Regions from separate parts of the Mus musculus genome. Here region 2 is linked to region 1. Evidence: chromatin contacts called from public Hi-C data. All regions are on one chromosome and are shown on one strand. The core of a region is the stretch at or near the end of the contact, and the rest is flanking DNA. Distances in the headings are between cores, read along the strand shown.

The links. Hi-C and Micro-C count contacts between places; a contact is called where the count stands out from the background.
Region 2: a Hi-C map of the N1E-115 cell line shows a contact between it and region 1, with 2.0 times the contacts expected there. The contact joins the enhancer-like site here to the promoter of Slc6a12 in region 1. A contact is called at or near these places in 8 of 39 promoter capture datasets (3T3-L1-derived adipocytes, Sertoli cells, cranial neural crest and 3 more), 1 of 484 Hi-C or Micro-C datasets (the N1E-115 cell line), 2 of 115 datasets of contacts at active chromatin or transcription factors (both in embryonic stem cells) and 1 of 9 other capture datasets (embryonic stem cells).

What each region holds. Positions count from the first base shown.
Region 1 is chr6:121,339,470-121,343,904 of GRCm38.p6, reverse strand. It overlaps Slc6a12 (solute carrier family 6 (neurotransmitter transporter, betaine/GABA), member 12), which reads right to left and starts at 1,331. Exons shown (of 16, transcript NM_001381903.1): 1 at 1,289-1,331; 2 at 800-855.
Region 2 is chr6:121,497,918-121,502,139 of GRCm38.p6, reverse strand. No RefSeq gene overlaps it. Among named protein-coding and RNA genes, the nearest start is that of Iqsec3, 26 kb to the right of the region's middle. Within about 2 kb of position 2,884, at least 30 of the 459 cell types and tissues checked have an H3K27ac peak or open chromatin away from gene starts, as enhancers often do. A contact at or near this core is called in the N1E-115 cell line, where this site is marked.

The DNA of each region.
Region 1 (4,435 bases), core at 82-2,581:
GTGCCCTTGAGCCAATCCTGGGTTCTGTCTTCAAAGGACCAGCAAGTACAGTCTTAACTCTCTCCTCAGGAGCTGGACAGATTAGATGGAAGCCCACTCTGGTTCTAGGAAACACCTCCAGAAACCCTCCCCGCCCCACATACTGCTAGGGTTCAACCCAGGCACCACCGCTCCCTTCCCTAAACGAAAGAGACCCAGTCCCACTTCAGCCCATACCCACATACCAGCACCCACCCCTGAACACACCGATGCCATTCCGTCACGTCCCTCTGCACACACATACCTGTGTGCATGGCCCCAAAGCCTGGCTGCTCGTAGCCCTTCACACCTGGTAGGCAGCTGCCCTCCACAGTGGCAGCCCACATCTTCTCCAGCTCCCTCTCCTCAGACCCAGTCCCACCCAAGCTGGTGCCCCGCTTTCTGCTCTAGCCCTAGCTGACCAAGAGGCAGGCGCCCCCAACCTGTGAAGGTAGTTCCAGATCCATCCACTCACCCTTCCTAGCTCTGAAAACTGACTGCCCTCCCCTGGCAGGCAGATGGCCCGCCTCCTCGGGGCCAGTTCCCCATCTGTGAACTCTCCTTACTTACTGGGGCTTGTCCCTGAGCAATTTCATTATGTGGCTAGTGAGGATGGCATCAGACTCCCTGTGGCCTCAGGGGACCGCAGCTCCCTGCTTCCTGCCCAGACACACAGTTCTGCTGGGTCTTGCCTCTGCCCTGAGCCTCAGCTCTCCAGACTCAGGGGTACAGAGGCTATGATAACCAGACTGCGCGCTCTGCGCATGCTCTTCCCACTCACCTGGTCTCTCAGCCCAGCTAGAACTCCTGCTCCAGAATGAGTAAGCGTCTCCAGACCTGGAAGAGGAATTCTCACCTTCAGTACTCCTGCTCCTCCCCCCCCCAACCCCCCCTCCCGCCACAGCCCCACCCACCCAGTGGTCCTGAGACGGATGGCCAGACCAGGGAAGGGGGGCTGTAGAAAGTGAAGGGACAAAATACCACAAGCAACAAGAGAGATTGAGAAGTCTATAAGCCTAGATTACACCATCCACCCTCAGGGAACGAAACCTCATGACCCTGTCTCTCTGTCCCCTCAGGGCCCCTCACTCCTGACTAGTGTCTTCCCAGTGGGCACTATCCAGAAGAAGCCCCCAGAACCTTGTTGAACAGCTGCCTCAGGCAGCCCTACCTCCCTGACCTCTCTCCTCCTGCTCCTGGCCCTTCGCCCTTATCCTCACCTCCACCCCAACTACCGGCTCCTTCTTAGGCAAGGTACAGCCCCTCTTACCAGAGCAGTGGGATGGGAGCCACCAACTTTCAGGCTGGACACTGAGGACCTTGGGAGGGGAGCTGGCCTCAGTGACGAGGGCATGGGAGGAGGGTGAATCACAGACTGGAGTTTTCCACCAAGTACCTGCAAAGCTCGAGACCTTCCCAGCCACTGCCTTCTCCTTGGGATTTTCCTAGAGAAGTCTCCAGAGCCTGCATATCCCAGGAAGGCAAATGCAAATAGGATCCAAGGTTCAGCCCACCCACCCAGACCCTTATCATGGTCTCCCAGCCAAGGAAGACTCTGAGCCTCAGTTTCCCGCTTTGGAAAGGTGGATAATGGGTGCTTTTCAAGGTTGCTGTGGAGGGTTAAAGTCAACATGGCTGTGCTGGGAAAATCACAGGTTCTTAAGGACAGTTGTCAGTATTTGTTGCAGGCTCCGGTGGGGGTTCTGGGATCCAGATACTCAGATTCTGCCCAGCACAGCACCACAAACCAAAGACTCCTCCGGAACAGCCTGGCGGCTGTCAAGTGTGCACACCCATGGGGAATGTGTGTGCCCTCAGCAATGATGGGAGGATTTTTCCAAAACAGGGTTCTCTGGGCAAGTCTTCACAGCATGGATACGAAAAAGCCTGTGGCCTCTGGAAACATCAAGATGTTTCTTCAATGCCGAGTGGGATGGAAACAGGGGAAGTTGTGGGGAGAAAGGGAAATTTCCCTTTGTGTGGACTTCCCCTTTATCTGCTAAAAAATGTCTTAACAGTGGAGGGTGTGAAGTGAGATTGGCGGTCTGTAATTTTCCATTGGCACCCCACTCACCATCCCTCAGGTCCCCCCTGGCCTCTGTTGCCCATCAAGGAAAACCAGAATGAGTCTGGCCTTTACAAGCTGGGGACCAGCTCTGGAGGGAAAAGAGTCACGGTCTGCCGCAAGCTGCCCACTTCTCACCCCCGTGCCCAGCTGGCATGGTGCAACCTGCCCTGCCTGCTGGGTCTGCTCTATGCCTGCACGCTGGGCCCACCATCATGACCTCCAGTACAGCAGTTCTCATCCTGTGCATTGTGACCTCTTTGTGGGTCACACATCAGATATCCTGCATATCAGATATCTACATTACGATTGATAACAGCAAAACTACAGTTACGAAGTGGCAATGAAAATAATGTTATGGTTAGGGGCGACCACAACATGAGGAACTGTGTTAAAGGGTCACAGCGTTAGGAAGGTTGAGAGACACACTGCTCTGCTGTTTCTTACACAGGAGATACCAGGGTCTACAAAAAACAAAAGAGCCGGCTTTGGCAGCCCTTCTGCCCAGTGAGTAAAGTCGGATTTTACCTAATCCTTCCATCTCTTTCCCCTGGCTACTTCAGACCCTTGTCTCCCTCTCTTAACATTGGTTCCCCCCCCCCCCAAATCAAGCTTGTCCCAATATTCATTTTCCCCCGCACCCTCCTGTTATCAGACCACTGGAAACTCAAGAAGCCAGAGATTGTGTCTTTGCAAGCATCTGCAAAGTACTGCAAAGAGAGGAAGAGCCACGAGCAGCCATCTTCTTCTGACCCCGTGCATACTCCTAGGTACCTGGCATGAAGCCTATTTTCTGAGCTCCTCGTTCAGGCTGGGTACACTATGTGTTGCCTCCATTAGGAGCCTTGAGGTGTGGATATGAGAAGACTCTGCCTGAGAAGAATTCTGGGGGTGACTAGAAGCAAAACACTTCACCTTGTGACCACATGCAGTAAATGAAGAAGCCGGCACTGGAACCTGTGCCCCTTGGTTCCGAGAGCTCCTTCCTCAGATCAGTTAACAGGTGGGAGTCTCATCTCGTGATTCTCCGCTGCTATTTTAGCATTTAAAATAGTGCTGCCTCCGAGCAGACCTATGGCCTGTATTGGATGGATGGATGGATGGATGGATGGATGGATGGATGGATGGATGGATGGGGAGAGAAAGAAAGGAAAGAGAGAGGGAGATGACAACCACTGCAGGAGAAACAATCATATCCATCCCTTTGCTTAGACAGCATACGCTGCTCTCTCAGAACCAGGGACTGAAGGGCCCCAGCCCCAGGGCCATTGGACCACAGGCTATTTGAGGCTACTTCTTCCTCATTCCCTAGCAAATTCACTTAGCTAAGTAAATGCGCATCCTTCTTCCTGAGACTAAGGGGTGGTATGCTGTCCTGGACACCTCCAGGGCTTTTCTGCTATGAGGAGAGCGACTGCTGGGGTGCAGCCACAGTAAATGGAAGTGTTTACCCAGAGTGCTTCCTGGGTGCCTGTTTCTGCTGGAGTCTGGTGAGGCTGTGGGGTAAGCAGTAGTTTTAGCATAGTTTAGAGGAGAAACAAGATCACAGAATAGTTTGCCTGTTATTGAATGTGAGGGTTGAGATCCAAAATAGGCTGCAAGCCTCTATTAAGAAGGTTGCCCAGGTGACCTGTGCTTATGTGCACACTGTCTAGGGATGGCCGGGGTTGTGAGATGTGCCTGGGTCTGAACCTTGGGCAGTTGAGTTCTCCAGGTAGCCTAGTGGGCTCAGGGATTAGTAAGTGCCTTCCTGGTGCCATGGGCATCTTCTCAGGTGCCAGTTTCCCCTATGCTTCTGCCTCCTGCACTCAGATTATCTCTCCTAGTGCTTGCCTGCCGACCTCTCTGTGTAGCCTCCCCTCCCTGCCTTGCTTTCTTTGGGGAACTGCAGGATCCAGTCTCTGCCCCATACAGATAGGGACACAGCTATCCTCAGTCCTTCACCTCACCTATGCCTCTACCTCAGCCAAAGCCAAACTCAAGTACCATAGCTCCCAACTCTGACTATAGCTAGGCTTGGTCGCTCACATCTATAATTTCAACACTTGGGAAGTTGAGGCAAGAGGATCTCTGTGAGTTCAAGGCCACCCTGAACTATATAGTGAGTTCAAGGACAGCCTGAGCTAAGACTGGGGTCCTGTTTCAAAACAAAACAAAGCAAAAACGAAACAGTGTTGACAGACTCTGAGCACACCAGCCACATTTCTCAAATCTCCATCATCTCCGCCTGTCAGCCAGCATTTATCTCCCTCGCTTGAACCCAAAACCGGACTAAAAGAATACTTGGGCCCCTGACTTCATTTGATCCCTGTCATAAAACTGTGTGGGCAGGATACATGGAGTTATCCACAT
Region 2 (4,222 bases), core at 1,635-4,134, 160 kb before region 1:
TTAAAGTGTTGAAGAACCATCATTAAAAATAAGGTTTGAGAAAATTAAAGTTGCAGGCTTCCACAGGTTCCTGTACCAACATGCACACCACACACACACAAATAAAAATAAAATAAGCCTTGAAAGAGAGAGATTTAGGTTTAAATAAAGGGCAAGATGTATGTATAACCTCTCTGTGCTGATCAAAATGTAGTCCTGCCTCCCACAGACCCACTGGCTCCAGTCCTGCAGTACAGTCATTCACGCTGCAATGTGGTCTGCTAAATTGTCATCTGCACCTTCATCCAAAATGAAGGCAGAGATGTCAGGCGTTAATCCTGCTTTTAGTTATCTCATGCAACCAAATGATGTTTGGGTTGTGTTTTGTTTTGCTTTAGAATCCTAAGAATTGTGTGCAATGAGTTCTGACCATGTTCACCACCACCCCCAACACCCCCACAGCCAATCCTTCCCAGAATCACTCCTGCTTTTTCCTTCACACCCGAGTTTAGGTCTTTTCCTTCCAACAAGGCCCATTTGTATTGCTCAGGTTTTCTGTGCTTTGTGGCCTTCCAATGGACAGTGGTTTAAAACAAAAGCAGCTTCCCACATGCCTTTCCAGAGATTGCTATCTGCCTGGAAACAGAACTTACAATGAGAAAAAGCCTGTAGTTTGCAAGCCTGCCTAGAAGCAGCAACAACCCCTAGTCCCCTTTCATTGGCTACAGCTTGCTTAATGGCTACTTCCTATTCCAAGGGATCCTGGGAACTGTAGTCTACAATGGACCTAAAAGAAACTAGCCATTCTACTATAGTCATCATCCCCCAAGGAGGTGATGAGAGAAAGAACAAGTGGGGTGGGGTGGGAGGAGACTAAACTGTATTCAGTCTGGTAACCAAAGGCAGAGGGGCGGGAATGAAGGCAGACATGGATGGGAACTAGACTACTGTGGTAGATAACTGCTGGATAATCTTAGCCTTTGCCAGGCTATGCACTGGGTAATTTACATAGGATACAATCACATTGAAATCGGGGTATCCATATTGTGGAAGAAAAGGTGGGACGTTTAGTTCACCTATTTTACTAATAATCTAATTTCCTAACAGGTTTGGTGTAACAGTGTCTCCGGGCTTAGAAAGGCTGGGCCGAGGGGTGAGAGGAGCCTCAGGAAAGTCTGCAGAGAGAGAATAGGATGTTACCTGGCAGCAGAGGGGGAGGGATTGTCTAGCAGGAAGAGATGTCACAAGGCTCTGACTCACAGCTACACTGTACCTATTTCCTGGCTTTTGCTTCATCTTTTGTATAAAGCTGTAACCTTCCTGCAGGAAAGACAGGAGAGGCAGAATTTTCTTTCCCCCAGTTCTGGCCCTGACTGTAAATAAGCCTCTCTCTTCACCAGTTGTTGGCTCTTGGTTTCCCTTTGATACAGCAGCAGTCTTCAGACCTCCCAACCTCTGGGAGTCTGGAGCTTGTAGAGTCTCTTGTGTTTTAACTATGTATCCTATATTTTCAAGAAATTGGTAAGGAAAACATTATCTTCATTCTCTCTTCAGGTAGAGAAAAATATGGCTTTGAGATTTAAACACCTGGCCAAGGTCAGCATCTCTTTATTTATTTCCCCTCCTCTCTCCTCTCTTTCCCTCTCTTTCTTCCTCCATCCCCACTTCTCTCTTTCAGACAAGGTCTCACTATTCAACCCTGTCTGGCCTGGAACTCACTAGGTTGAGAGTCTCAGCTTGCCTCTGCTTCCTGGATGCTAGGATCAAAGGCATACACCAGCAAGCCCAGTCCTTTATTCTTCTTTAAAACAGAAACTATGTTGCCCAGGTGGGCTTTGCAATCCTCACATCCATTCATCACCTAGTCTCAGCCCTACCTCTTAATAAACATTATTGTCAAGTGCACTGCCCCAGTACTTAGAGAGGAGCCTCTCCTGTGCTCTCAGAGGACGTCTGCACTTAGTTTGGAAGAAGTCATCCCTCAGACCTGTTCACACTTACTGGCATGTAGCAGGGAGTGAGGGAGTAAGATGGACTCCACAAAACCACAATGCAGCCTCCTCTGCAGTGACTGGCTTTCCTGGGCACCTCCTTCTAGACAGCTGTCAGGGAGCTTGGTTATCCCTCTCTGAGCCCAGAATGACCCAGTTGAGCACCTTCCGGCTCTTCTACCAGCTCACCCCCACCTTCTGTACATGAGCTGTGGAATTAAGCAGGGGCCATGGGCCAAGCTGACTTCTCCAATAGGCACGGTGCCTGAAGCCTGCAGCAAGATATTAATTAATATCAAAAAGAAAAGCAAGCTTTGGAGGCAGAAAGATGGTTCAATACATAACGTTAATATACACATACACTATCATAAAAATATACTTTTAATGCAATAAGTCGTCAGTGTCCGTTGTGCGAAGTCAGAATGAGGTTGATGAATCAGCATTAAGGATGCAAGAAAGGAACAAACATATGTCTGTGTTTGTGCATGCACGCACATGTCTGCATATCCAGGCAGAAATTGGGGATCCAAGACTTTCCTCTCAGCTCTAAGGCTCTTAGACTTAAGGTCATACCCAGAGGGTCTGGTTGACCCATCTTGCTATTCTGCGCGAACCCAGGAATCTAGAAGCTGCTCCCAGGAGCCTAGCACCCTGCCTAGATTTGCATTACAGATGCTGCGCCCTGCTCTTGCTGGTTGTGCCCACAAATCCCACACATGCAGGAGCTGGGCCCAGGGCCGCAGGATTAATCCTTGCAACAGCTCAGGGAGGATTAGCTGAGCATCATGAAGCAGAGCAGCAGTGGCCATGGCAGCAACAGCATGAGCCTCTTCCCAGAGAGAGAGCTGGGTGGCTGCCTGGAGAGGGCTGGGGCACTGCTGATGCTCAACAGGAGCTGCCCGGCGCCAACAGGAAGGAGGAGGCCCTAAGGGGTGGGACTAAATGTCAGAGGTGGGATTATGCAAATCAAGCCAACGCTAGCCAGAGATCTGAAGCTTGAACGAAAAATTATCAACCTGAAGGAAGGAATTTAAATGATGAAAAATTTAAAGTGTGAAATGCGAATGGATGCCTTAAGGCCCTTATTTAACAACCAGATTGTTCCAACAGAGCGAAGCACATGTGTAAAGCTGCCCACCTCCACAGGCACCAACACTATCTAACTCATTTATCAGAGGCTTTATTGTACTCCTCATGGTTAATATGGTCCCCACCTTTTATGTCGAAGGGACCTTGAAAGACCTCCATTCTCAGGACTGATGAAAATCATAATCTGGGATTTTGAGGTATTGCTAGATAAGAAAGCAATTGTCTCTGACTCTAAAAGTTCAATTTCTTGAGCATGAATAGTCAGTAGGAGATTTCCCTTCTTTGTGCGCATGTGTTTATACTCAGAGATGGCAGTTCAAACGGAAGATGGTCTAGGTGGGAGGATAACACCAGAGCTGGGTGGCAGAGCTGGGACCAGGCAACAGGGGGACTATCCTGTATGGCTGCTTGTCACATGTATATGCTGAACACTCAGAATGATAGCCTTGTGACAAAGCACCTGAGCTGTCCTGTTAACATGAATAATGCTAAAATAAAAATTAAAACTGATACTCCACTGGGTTATTTGGAAATTCATACGTATGGATGAGACCATTTAAATCTGCTAATCTACATTTCCAATGTAAACCTGCAGTCTAAATACGGAACATGAATTTCCAATAAAAACTTAACATATAAACTGAGATGTGCTATGATTCTAAAATAACCCAAAACTTCTAGGGTTTAATATTTTTAAAAAGATATTTTTCAAGTCCTTCATTAATATTTTCATATTAATGTGTGTTGGAATGATGATGTTTGGACTATATTGGGTTAGATTATTAAATTTAATTTCACTTAAAATTGTAATGTAACTACCGGAGATTTTAACTACACTCATTGCTCATATCATCTTTATATTGGGCAGAACTCCTCCAGTCATCAAGACTAAACAGAGGGACACAAATCTAGCCAGGAGTGGAGGAAAAGAATTAGCAAAGCAGAGAAAGGATCTTTAGGTGGCTTGGCAGGATGAGGGTGCAGAGCCGACTCCAGCAGACAAAGTTAATATCTTCTTACACGGAGCAAGCCACAGCCTATTATGTGGTTGGCGCCAAGGCCTGTTTGCATAAAACCAACAGCCCATGCTGGGAGGTGTTTTCCCTCAAATTCCCAGTATTACCGCCATGTTCCAGTCACAGAGGAGTCAATGAATATTTTGC